Linked DNA regions of Mus musculus: all the other regions are linked to region 1. The links are chromatin contacts, called in public HiChIP or PLAC-seq maps. All regions are on one chromosome and are shown on one strand. Each heading gives the region's core, a stretch centred on a gene start, on an enhancer-like site or on the middle of the called end of the contact. The rest is flanking DNA. Distances are from core to core; before and after follow the strand shown.

Region 1 (4,104 bases), core at 277-2,776:
GCAGTGTGTTAAAGTGTCAACAAGTGTCCCTGTGGGGCTGATGCGGAGATCCAGTTTAAGGGGTCTAAAGAGGTCAGCAGGCAAGTTATTCTAAAATCTTTCTTAGGAGGAGACATCTGTTTCTCCTTTAGGGTGCCAATCATTATATGTGTTTTCCAACATGACCACATTTTCAGCCATCTGCAGTGGCTGCTTCCCACGCACACAGGCTTAGTCGCTGTACACAAACACACACCTTTGCCTAAACTTCAACACCAGCCTAAAAGTCACTGCCATCTCTTCAACTCTTTAAAGTTCATATGCATTTTTCTTTTAGGACATCGATAGTCTCTTTCATTTGCAATCTTTCTATTTCTGCTCGTTTGAACGCCAAGGAAAATGGAGGTGAAAGTTTGTCTTGTTTCTGTTCTTGTTCCCTAAAGTCATGTTTTGGGATGAAACCCAAGATACACTGCTCTCACCTCTCACTGTGCATTAGGTAGACCTACTGCAAAGGACACCTTCATCCACATCCTCTCATTTCAAAGCTTCCTAGGGCAGTGCAGTTTTGTGGACAACTTTGGAAAAGTACCTCAGAGTCAGTAAATTCTGCTTTTCAGAAATTCCTTTTACATTTAACTAAAGTACCTCCCACTGCCTTTAGAGGTCAGTCGAGAGTTTCCAGATGGCATACAGAGCCTTGGATGGAGGCTTGGTAAGAGCCAAGGTGTCAGGTTTAGGTACAACTGAGTTCCAGTCTAGTCTCTCCTTCCAATGAGAATATAACTTGAGGCAGTTGCATGACTGTCTTGTGTCCTAGTTTACTCAATTGAAGACTGAGGAAAGGGATATACATAACGGGAAGGTAATGTTTGCCAGCCTGGCTGTCCTCATGGTGGACAGCTGATGAACAGTGACCTCATATTTGCTCAAGGGGAGTGGGAACCAGGAATTACTTGGGTTCAATTGCTCATAGCCCTTACATGGTGTGTGGCATTGTGTAAATGTAACTAACAACAAGTACAAAACCCCAGAGTAGGGAAGCTACTAAGTAGCTTCATGCTCAGATCAATCTTTCCTGATTTCTGAATCTTTGTTTCTCTTCTGTGAAATGGCTGGTTTAGAAATGACCCTTTGCCCTTGAGTACTTATGAGGAATATTTTTGTCTTCTTCTGTCAGAGAAGGAACTTCCTTCCAGAAAAGCAAGTTGTTTAGATAAAGTTTGTGGATCTAAAAATTGTAGTCCCCTCCGCTGGTGGGGCGGTGTGGACCTTGTGGTCTCTCACTGTCCAGGCTCTGTCAGTCTTTTTTTTTTTTTTTTTTTTTTTTTTGAACAGACGTTGATTGTACATAGTAAGGAACTCAATGTAATAGTTAGCTGCATCTTGAAATCCCTTCAAAGGGAGATGATAGAAGCTGTGTCATACTTTCTTGGTGGATTCAAGATGAAAAAGACAGATAGGTTTGGTTTCTGTTCCTTTGGCATTCCTTCATGGGAGGCTCAAGACGGAACACTGAGCACTGGTTACTAAGTAACAGCAGAGGTGATGGGGAGCTGAAGAAGCCAAAGCCTCGCATTGAACAGTCCTTTCATTTCCTGTCCTGGTGACTAATGCCTTCAGCTTTCTTCCTGGAAGCTTCCCAAGCTTTTTGCTTGCTGTTCACCTTGACTCTGTCCAATATTTTTGACTGTGGTTAAATGAGGCAGCAGTTTATGGGAGCACAGAGCTGAAGCAAACCAGTAGGCAAATCCTAGGAGAAGGAAGACAGAGAACCCTCAGTACCTACAGTATTTTGCAGAATTTGTGTTCATGCCTGGCTCTTTGGGGTGGGAGGGTTCTGCAGTTTCCAGCATTGATATTAATTGTCATTATATCAATGTTTCTGACAGACCTTGTGAGAGCCTGTGAGCTTCAGTGCCAATAACAAATAGATCAGAAAGCATTTTGCTGGCACCTTCTGATGCTCCTGCCTCAGTGGCTCTGGGATGTGCTTCCAGCCTCTGTCACTGTCCCTTTCCACGGGTCCCCTGCTTCTTTGTCTGCAGTTGTCTCTAGTATTGAAGCCTCACTCACCAACTACCACAACGTCCATCACTCTTGACTCCCTGAAATCTCAGACAAGCGTCTCCATGCTCTGTACTCTTTCTCTGGTCACCCTGGTTTTCCTTCACAGGTTGTCTTTTCATGAACAAGATGAGTCTTGCGATATCAAAATAAAAATAGCGAAGATGCAGCATGTGGTTTTGGGCACCTGCTGGAGTGTGAGCTCCGTTGGCTCTCTGGAAACAATGCAGAGAAGGCTGGAGCTAACCAGCCTCCAGTGCACTCTTTGTGCCATGCTGCGGCTCACATGGCCACGTCTGCCTTTTCTGTGCTGATAGTTTTAGAATTAGAACATATTCTCCCAGAATCGTTGGTCAGCTTGGGTTTTACAGCGAGCACAATCCTTTCAGGCTTTTTCTGAGGGAAGGGATCTGTGACTTTTCACAGGAACATTGCTGCCTGGTGGTGTCTTAACCCAGAGAGGATTTTTCACAGCTAGGCTTGATTGTTCTAAAATCCATCTTGCCAGCTGGGAAGAGAGGCCAGCTTCTAACCTTAGAGGTCACATGAAAGAAGAAAACTATGTATTTCATACATAATAACTCCTGTTGCTCTCTGTCTGCTCTGTCTAGGTTTTAGCATTTGTGGAAGAGGGACAAAACCCCACAACTGACATAATTTCAGGAATAGAGATAATTTTTGAGATTTTATATCTGAAATCTAACCCCAAGAGAGTCATTCCTTTGGCTCTTCCTTCAAGTTTCTTATAAAGGTATACATATCACTGAGAACACTGTATTTTAAGCATAAAGTGGTTTTATTTTTTTTATCTTTTTATTTTTTTGCTTTTTTGTTTTGTTTGTTTTTACTTACCATACCTCGAGACAATGTCAGTCCACACCCGAGGGGAAATCATGAACAAGGAGCTGAAACGTAAGCAGCGGCGAGGACAGCCGCTCCCAGCCCAGGCTGGTGCTGAAAGAAACAATAAGGACAAATTTTGACAAGTTCAGAGTTTTGTTTGCTTGCTTTTGTTTTTGTTTTGTCTTCCATTTGTGTTTGGTTATTCATTGCAAGATGCTTTGCCACTTATAGGTTGTGTGTTATGAGTTGTGTTAAATAATTAGCAACATTAAACATGAGCTTGTACGAGTGGGTAAGTAGATGCATGGTGTTAAAATGTGGAAAATCTGTTTTCCAGTAACTCGTACAAGAACCAACACAATCTTCACCTGCATCACTTTTATGTAGGTAATGGATGCTCTCGTTTTCATTTGCTCAAATTCCACTTGCGCACTGTGGACCACCCTCATCCTCCCTCGGTGGGATGGGAAGGAGAGAAAAATCTTTACTCACATTGGAATGTTTGTGGACACAGACATAGTTATGGATCTGAATCACAAAAACAGATCAGAGTATGCAGTACCCTTCAAGGGCATGAGAGCAAAAGGGTTCAGAGATAGAAATGGAGAACAGAATTCCCAAAGCCAGAGAAGATGTGGGCAGGAAGAAGTGTCTGAGTGAACTCTTTTAGCAAATGAAGAATGCTGAGAGCCAGGTCTTAGGAGTAGGCATCTATGTTTTCCTAATGCCAAAGACGGGGTCAGGCCAGATATGTTTACAGGGGCCAGGTGAGACAGAGCCTTCTGATCCATTCTCTTCTCCAGCTCTTTGTTGGGCCTTGTGAACATAAGCCACTATCTCACTGATACTTGCTCCATAAGATCTTTATACATCCTTGTACCTGTGTCTTCACATAAAGCCGTTCAGGTAAATGCTTTTGTCTTCATTGTACAGGAGGAACCGACTTCCCAGTGTGGGGGACACTGTTGTGGTTGCATGAGATGTAGACAAGAGCTATGTTCCTTCCTTCTCTATAAAGTTTATGTTCTTAAAATTTCTGTTTGTGAGCTGAAGAGATGGCTCAGCAGTTCAGAACACTGACTGCTCTTCCAGAGGCCCTGAGTTCAATTTCCAGCAACCACATGGTGGCTTACAGCCACCTGCATAGGATCCAATGCTTTGTGTGTGTGTGTGTGTGTGTGTGTGTGTGTGTGTGTGTCTGAATAGAGCAACAGT
Region 2 (3,845 bases), core at 348-2,847, 340 kb after region 1:
TCCCCAGTGGGCAGGGCCTTCCCATAACAATCATTAATTAAGAAAATGCCCCATCAACTTGCCTACAGGTCAATCTGATGGAGACATTTTCTCAGTTGAGGGTCTTCACCCCAGATAATTCCAGCTTGTGTCAAGTTGAAACCAACCAACCAACACACAACTAACCAGAGCAGAGTGTGTATGTGGGAGTGGATGTGACATCAGGTAGCTGCAGCATACTGCCACTACCCAAGAGAGGAATATACCAGGAAAACATCTAAATTCAATGTTCAAAGTTGTTCTTGCCCCATTACACAGCTGAAAACATTTTAAGAGCATTTACCCTTCCCACTTGTGATAGTCAGCATTGACTATCAGCTTGACATGATCTAAAATCGAAAAGAAGTCAAGGCTCTGGGCATGCTTTTGGAGAACCTTCCTGATGTGGTTAAACTAAGGTGGGAATTCCCACCTGGGTGGTACCATTCCCTGGGCTTGGATCCCATACTGAATAAAATGAAGATCAGATGAGTATTAGCATCCATCTCCCTCTGCTTCCTGACCCTAGATGCAGTGTGGACAGCTGCCTCCCCTTAATGCCACCATAACTTCTTTGTCACCTCAAACTAGAGCCAAAATAAACTCCTCTTCCCTCCCTATATCACTTGTGCTGGGTGTTTTGTCATAGTGATCAGAAAGTACCGAGTCTAGTACCCCAGACTACCAAATTTGGAGTAGAGCAAAAGAAAGCAGAGGACAGTCTCTTCTTGTACAAGCTTTTGTGCCTTTGCAAATGGTCAGAAAGTCTCTCTACTGCTTTATCCCAGGCCCCTGCCACATAGTCACCACCTCTGTCTCTGACATAGGTATTAGATCTCTGGTTCTTATCTTACAATCTACAGAGCACATTGCCGAAGACATTACTTTGTTAAGAAATGGGGGCTGTTGTTACTGTTTTTATTTTTAGAGGTAAAAAAAGAGTCTGGTCTTTGTAGCAAAAGATCATTTTTCACTTCCTCCTAAGGCAGACAGGTCCTCTGAGATCTGCCCCCTTTCAAATGACACAGGCAGGAGCTGACCTCCTGTATTGCTGTCCTGAGTGTCCTCACTGCGGTGCATCTTGGATAAGAAATATATATAGAAGCAGAAAAGGAGTGAGAACATTAATCCTCTACTAAAAATCCCATGTTCTGTGTTCAGGGTCAGTTTCCCTAAGTTTTGCTTGGAGAATTGAGGTGGAAAAGGTTGGGAACTAGCCAAGGAGCTGGGTAAAATACAGCTGAATGAGGTGTTTTCCCGCATGCAAACAGTGTCACAGGGACTCATTTTTGCTTCGTCATGACTAGACAACCCAAATATCACCGGGCTGCATCAGCAGTCAGGTCTGGATTCTGTTATTGTCTGTCCCTCTGGTATTCAGAGATGCTGGCTCAGGAGAGACAGCACAATTCAATTTCCAAATGCATCTGAAATCCTTTAAGCCCTTTGTTGGAGGCATTTCGACATCACAGAGGGTGTGAGCCTTTTTCCTCTTGGTGGTTGCATCACAGCTACCAGGACAAGCACAACTGGCTCTTTCTCTGGAGAAACGTTGGCATCTGTGGTCCAAAGGTTAAGCATGCTGGGGCCTGGCTTGTTGAATTGCATTTCATTAGAGAGTACCAGGGAAGAGCCAGCTGAGCTCTGTGGCTCACTGGGGAAGCAATCTCTTGCTATTCTTTCTCCAGGAAAGGCAAGCAGCATATGTTGTTCTGCCTGTGGCACCAACAGTTCATTTCCACTGGCTTTTCTATAGCTTCAGCACCATTGGGATTGGAAGGGCGGGTTCTTTACTGCTTCCTGCAATACCTCTCTGAGTTCTTCTCCAAGTCTCTGCTTTTGTTCTACAGACTCTTCTCCAAGAGCTTTGTCTTGCTGGGGAGGTAAACACTTGACGAGATCCAGGGAAATTTAGCTGCTTTGATTTCTCACTGCCTTAACTCAGAGTCTGAAACAGCTATTGTGACTCTTGAGATAGTACTAAACGTTTATCTTAATCCTGTATACATACACCCCTCTGTTTCTCTTTACCCTCCCTGGGAAATGCTTACTAATGATTGTGCAACCACACTGATGCATATGGATGGGAAATGCTTACTAATGATTGTGGAATCACATTGATGCATATGGAAGAATCAGCTAAGACAAACATGACACATTCAGTGGTCATGGTGGCGATGCCGATTATGACGGTGGCAATTGTGGTGGCAGTGACAAGGACAATACTAACAAGCATTTGTTGAGATATTTGCATGTATTATGCACACCACAAAGTACTTTACACAAAGTCTCTCTTCTAACCCTCTGATTCTCTCCAACATTTACAAAGAGAAGTATTCTTGCCAGCTCCATTTTGCAGAGAAAAGTGAAGCCTAACCTAACAGAGACACGATTCTAACAAAAAACGAACCAGTGCTTAGTCATAGGGTAATGCTAATAGTGGATATGTCAGCTTCATGTCATCCTCAAAACTATGTCCTAGAAGATGATAGCTGATTATTGTTCTTCTTAACAACAAGCCCTGAGACCATAATGATTATGGCCATAATTATTGAAAATTTTACATAGGAGACATTGTGCTTGGAACCTCACACAAATCTCTATGCCCATAAATGACAGATCAGCTTGAGCCTCTCAAACATAAACATCTCCAATGCAAGAGACTGCTGGCTGAAACATTCTATATACTGGCATGATGTCATAAGTGGAAAATTCCACATCTAAATTCAAGAAACAGAATACAGTAAAAAAATAAATAAATAAATAAATAAATAAATAAATAAATAAATAAAGGCACAGCGGATGTGTTTGGAGTCCCCTGTTTTATTTAACTAAATCTGTTTAGATGTGTTCACTTGGGTCTTTCCTGAAGAAAGGTCTTTGTTAGAATGCTTCCAGATCCTTCTTGACCACCACAAAGTCATCATTATAACCCATTATTTCTTCTCAACCATCAGACCTAGCCAGAGACACTGGAAAAACAAAACAAAACAAAACAAAACTGCAGGTGTGTTAGGTCTCTGTTGCAGCTTCCATTTCTCTGCTGTAAGCTCTTTGCGCTCCAGAGATTCACTGCCTAATTGTCTCCATGTTGGTTCCAGCCAGCCTTTGACTCCCATGGTGCTTCCTTCAGATGGCTTCTGTGACCCAGTGGCTGAAGATCCTTTGGCCTTTTCTTCCGGGTTTCAGCAGCGGCTCTCCCAGTCCTTGCCTGCATTTTCTCCCTCATGGAAGATCTATTAGTGTAAACAGCTCACCTGTCAAAATAGACTATGCTCCAAGGGGCAAAATGTTCATCTTATCATCTTCAAATATCAACAAACCTTAGAAAACAAAATATACTAAAAATGCACTTATAGGGCTGGAGAGACAGCTCAGCAGGTAAAAGTTTGCCAAGTTTGGTGACCTGTGTTTGACCCCTGGAGCAAACAGAATAGGAGAGAAGGGACTCCCTCAAGTTGTTCTCTGACCTCTATAGGCAGCTGTGACTTGTGTGTTTGTGTGTGTGTGTGTATGTGTGTGTGTATCCTCTCACAAAATAAATGAATGTAAAAAATAAAATGCAGATATAAAATTACTGAATTGGTAGATTAGATCAAATTACTAGAGAGCATAATTTAAAAATACCAACACTAAAATTGTGGAGGAAAAGTGACAAGCAGAGACATTAGATCACATAAGACATGTGCATGTCCCAAAAGCAGTGTCCTTTTCAGCTCTCTAACTGAAAATGCCTGTGTGCTGGTATAGAATATATATATCATATACTATACTTCACACTCCTCTGGGGAGCTGATAATCAAGTCTTCCCATACCGTGTGTCTTCA
Region 3 (3,659 bases), core at 648-3,147, 360 kb after region 1:
GTTTTGATTGATATTCTTTTACCAAAATCAACCCATAGCTCCTGAATACAAACTGAAACAAAAGTACAGCATCCTCTGGGCTCCGCTGTTGCATGAACTGATGATGCCACATGGCTCCTTTCAATTTCTGCTACACCATCCAACACACACACACTCCTCTGACAGCATACACACAAGCACTTTCCTTGCATTCTCCCAAATAGATACATATCCTCTTCCACTTTTATTAAGGTTTTTTGGGGACTCAGAAAATGGTCCAGCTGTCAAACTGATACCACCAAGTGCCTTCAGCACTCTGTAGGTAAAATTGTTAACTGGCAGACATCTGTTTGCCAACCATTGTAGAGGCATGCCAATAGCCACCTGTCTTAGTCAGGGTTTCTATTCCTGCACAGACATCATGACCAAGAAGCAAGATGGGGAGGAAAGGGTTTATTCAGCTTACACTTCCATAGTGCTGTTCATCACCAAAGGAAGTCAGGACTGGAACTCAAGCAGGTCAGAAAGCAGGAGCTGATGCAGAAGCCATGGACGGATGTTCTTCACTGACTTGCTTCCCCTGGCTTGCTCAGCCTGCTCTCTATAGAACCCAAGACTACCAGCCCAGAGATGGTCCCACCCACAAGGGGCCTTTCCCCCTTGATCACTAATTGAGGAAATGCCTTACAGTTGGATCTCATGGAGGCATTTTCTCAACTGAAGCTCCTTTCTCTGTGATAACTCCAGCTGTGTCAAGTTGACACAAAACCAGCCAGTACACCACCCTTTCTGTTTATAGTGTTGGTCCAACAGATCACTTTCCATACCATGCCACTGGAAGGTTGGAAACAATATGGCTCCTGTCATTCACTTGACAAATATTTATTGGACAGTGACCATGTGCCAGATGTTGTTCCAGCACAAGGATACACAGAAACAGCAAGGTCTCTGCATTCAAAGCAAATTGCATTCACTTCTGAGGAGAAAGGGAGATGAGAGACAATTCTGTTATATTTTTCCTCCCCCTTCCCCTCCCCCTCCTTGTCTTGATGATGAAGAGATGAGAAAAGAAGCATGTGGGAGTAGAGAAACCACGTGCAAGCATGTAACTTGGAGCCTGGAACCACCTTGTTCCTTGAACTAAAAGCTAATATGGCTTCAACCTTGTCATGAAAAGAACAGAATTGGAGTGTGTGGGGTTGTAGGCCCATGAAAGACATACATCTCTCTTCTACAAGGCATTTTAGTCAGAGTGGTAATGGACAGCTGCCGTGATTGATGTCTGAGCATGTAATTAATTACTTATCAGACTGAGGTGTCTCAGTGGTTAAAAAAAAAAGCCAAAATTCGGAGATCTGCTTCCACGACGCTTTGATAGCTCTTGTCCAGATCTAAGCACTGACACACAGTCTGCATCGGGAGCCCTTTCCCCACCATCCTCACAAAACACTTGTCAGAAACATTTGTCTCTATCTGGTCACTCAACCTTGAGGTCAAATGATAATTTATATACCCAAGAAGCTGGAGACGCTGGGATTCCCATAACAGACCTATCCTTGCCACCTTTGGAGGGCACGCTAGGCTTCAACATCAGCACAGAAGAGAGTGAAGACATCTCTTTCTTCAATTGTTAGGTTTTTCTGGAGTCAGCTCTGCTCCGCAGACTGCCTCATAACCTGCAAGTCTTAGAAGTGCTCTCTCAGTTTGCCCTCTTTGTTTCCCACCCTACTCCCAGCCTAAGGAGCCTCAACATCCACAGGACACCTCCCCTTCCCTTTCCTCTGTTTCAAAGGTGAGTGCAGACTGAGCAGTAGGCAGCTGACTCTATGAAATGCACCCTGCTGGGTGCGGCAAAAGAAACTTAAGCTCTTAGCTCACGCATCTGGAATTTGTCTTGTGCCTGCTAAGTGCAAATCTGCAGGTTTAATGATTAATTGGAATGACAACAGAGGCCTGTGCAGGGTGGGTGATGTCTATGGAAGACTGGCTGCATCTCTCTGTGCAGTTAGAAGCCCAGGAAGCCGAGGCCATGAAGTTGATGGAAAAGCAGCCCTCCACCAGAGAGACCCGGAAGCCACCTTAAAGCTGCCACTTCACTTGCATACGGAAGAGGAAAGCTGTGACACCTAAGAAGGGAAAGAGGAAGGAGTTATGTTATCTTATTTCCTCTCCACTAGTTGACCTTTGACTTCTGTGTTTTGTCCACTCCACCTGTGGAAAAGTCCCTTCAGGGTTTAGGAAACTGGAACTCTGGATTGCTGGGCTGTTGAGTCCCGCTCTCAGCCCTTTAAATCAGCCCTTTTGAGGAACTTTCACCTCTTCTAGCTCCTTATACTTGCGAGATTAAAAATCCTTAAATTAAAAACAACTCTTTCCTAAACTGGGCGTGGTGGCGCACGCCTTTAATCCCAGCACTCGGGAGGCAGAGGCAGGCGGATTTCTGAGTTCGAGGCCAGCCTGGTCCACAAAGTGAGCTCCAGGACAGCCAGGGCTATACAGAGAAACCCTGTCTCGAAAAACCAAAAAAAAAAAAAAAAAAAAAAACCACAACTCTTTCTCCTACTGTGATGACCTGTGGTTAACTCATCTAATAGGTCAGCTTAGAGTCCAGTTTCTGTGTTTTACCTCTTAAGCAATTAGCTCCACAAAGCCTTTTGTATAGTGGGCTACAAGAACTGTCCTCACTGTGGTCATGAAAACTGGATGCAATTAGATAATGCCCAGTGTCTCACACATGACACGCTTCCCTTTGTCATTGTCCTTCACTAGCCTGAGAGCAGTTGATGACAAATAAAAATCTTAAGAGACTTGATGAGCCAGCATTTGTCTGTTGTACCTGAGCCCACTGCAGCTGAGCCCCATGCTGTTTGGTGGTGCACGGCTCTGGGGCTCGCTGGCTACGCACCAAGGTTAGTTGGGTGCTGGGGAGCAAGGTGAGTGCCACTCATCTGTCCTGCTGTGCCTGTGCTCTGTACCTGGTCCTCAGAACTGAGTCACGTGACGGAACTCACACTAACTGTCTTTAGAATCAAATGCAGGTCCGGGGTATCTCCAAGACAACAACAGCCCAGCAATCCAGAGTTCCAGTTTCCTAAACCCTGAAGGGACTTTTCCACAGGTTTGGAGGCAACAAGATATGCATTGCCTGCCTCATTATTTGTCACTGCCTGTCCCCGGACTCAAGTCCTTTCCTTTCTTGCCAATATGCAATCTTCTCACATGGCTTTCGAGTGCTCATGCCTAGACCTTCATGGCGGTGACTCACACCTTAGTTACTGAGCCTGTGGGGTTTGTGCAGTGTCCTAATAGCACAGGCCTGGGCCTACTTTCCAAGTCTTCCATTTGTTAGTGGAACTGAGCTCCTTGTCCCTAATTGTACCTGGTTTTAAATTTCCAGCCTTTACACCTTTGCTCTCTGTTTACTCCGTTCTTTGCCTTCCCCCTGCTGACCCACATTACCTCATTTTGTCAATATTCTTCTGTCTTCGTGAATTCAGCTCAAACATGCCCTCTCTTGCACCTTGTTCTTGCCTGCTCTATCTCTCTTCTTCCTCCTCTGAGTCTCAACTTCTCTTATGCAAAGTTCACTTGGAGTGTCATTTTCAAACTACACATTTCTTCCTCTAGCTCAGTATGCCATGCTAGGTAGTCACTTCTCTGATATAATTTGAGATCCTACA

What was found. HiChIP or PLAC-seq counts read pairs in DNA pulled down with a chosen protein or histone mark.
Region 2: a contact with region 1 is called in a FOXA1 HiChIP or PLAC-seq map of pancreatic cancer cells. The contact joins two enhancer-like sites. A contact is called at or near these places in 2 of 15 datasets of contacts at CTCF or cohesin (CD8 T cells and large pre-B cells), 2 of 484 Hi-C or Micro-C datasets (bone marrow-derived macrophages and olfactory sensory neurons) and 3 of 115 datasets of contacts at active chromatin or transcription factors (differentiating embryonic stem cells, fibro-adipogenic progenitors and pancreatic cancer cells).
Region 3: a FOXA1 HiChIP or PLAC-seq map of pancreatic cancer cells shows a contact between it and region 1. The contact joins two enhancer-like sites. A contact is called at or near these places in 1 of 15 datasets of contacts at CTCF or cohesin (large pre-B cells), 2 of 484 Hi-C or Micro-C datasets (bone marrow-derived macrophages and olfactory sensory neurons), 3 of 115 datasets of contacts at active chromatin or transcription factors (embryonic stem cells, pancreatic cancer cells and trophoblast stem cells) and 1 of 9 other capture datasets (liver).

What each region holds. Positions count from the first base shown.
Region 1 is chr9:13,873,910-13,878,013 of GRCm38.p6, forward strand. No RefSeq gene overlaps it. Among named protein-coding and RNA genes, the nearest start is that of Fam76b, 48 kb to the left of the region's middle. Within about 2 kb of position 1,527, at least 22 of the 459 cell types and tissues checked have an H3K27ac peak or open chromatin away from gene starts, as enhancers often do. A contact at or near this core is called in fibro-adipogenic progenitors and pancreatic cancer cells, where this site is marked.
Region 2 is chr9:14,214,079-14,217,923 of GRCm38.p6, forward strand. No RefSeq gene overlaps it. Among named protein-coding and RNA genes, the nearest start is that of Gm51286, 36 kb to the left of the region's middle. Within about 2 kb of position 1,598, at least 71 of the 459 cell types and tissues checked have an H3K27ac peak or open chromatin away from gene starts, as enhancers often do. A contact at or near this core is called in fibro-adipogenic progenitors and pancreatic cancer cells, where this site is marked.
Region 3 is chr9:14,232,049-14,235,707 of GRCm38.p6, forward strand. No RefSeq gene overlaps it. Among named protein-coding and RNA genes, the nearest start is that of Gm34069, 30 kb to the right of the region's middle. Within about 2 kb of position 1,898, at least 60 of the 459 cell types and tissues checked have an H3K27ac peak or open chromatin away from gene starts, as enhancers often do. A contact at or near this core is called in pancreatic cancer cells, where this site is marked.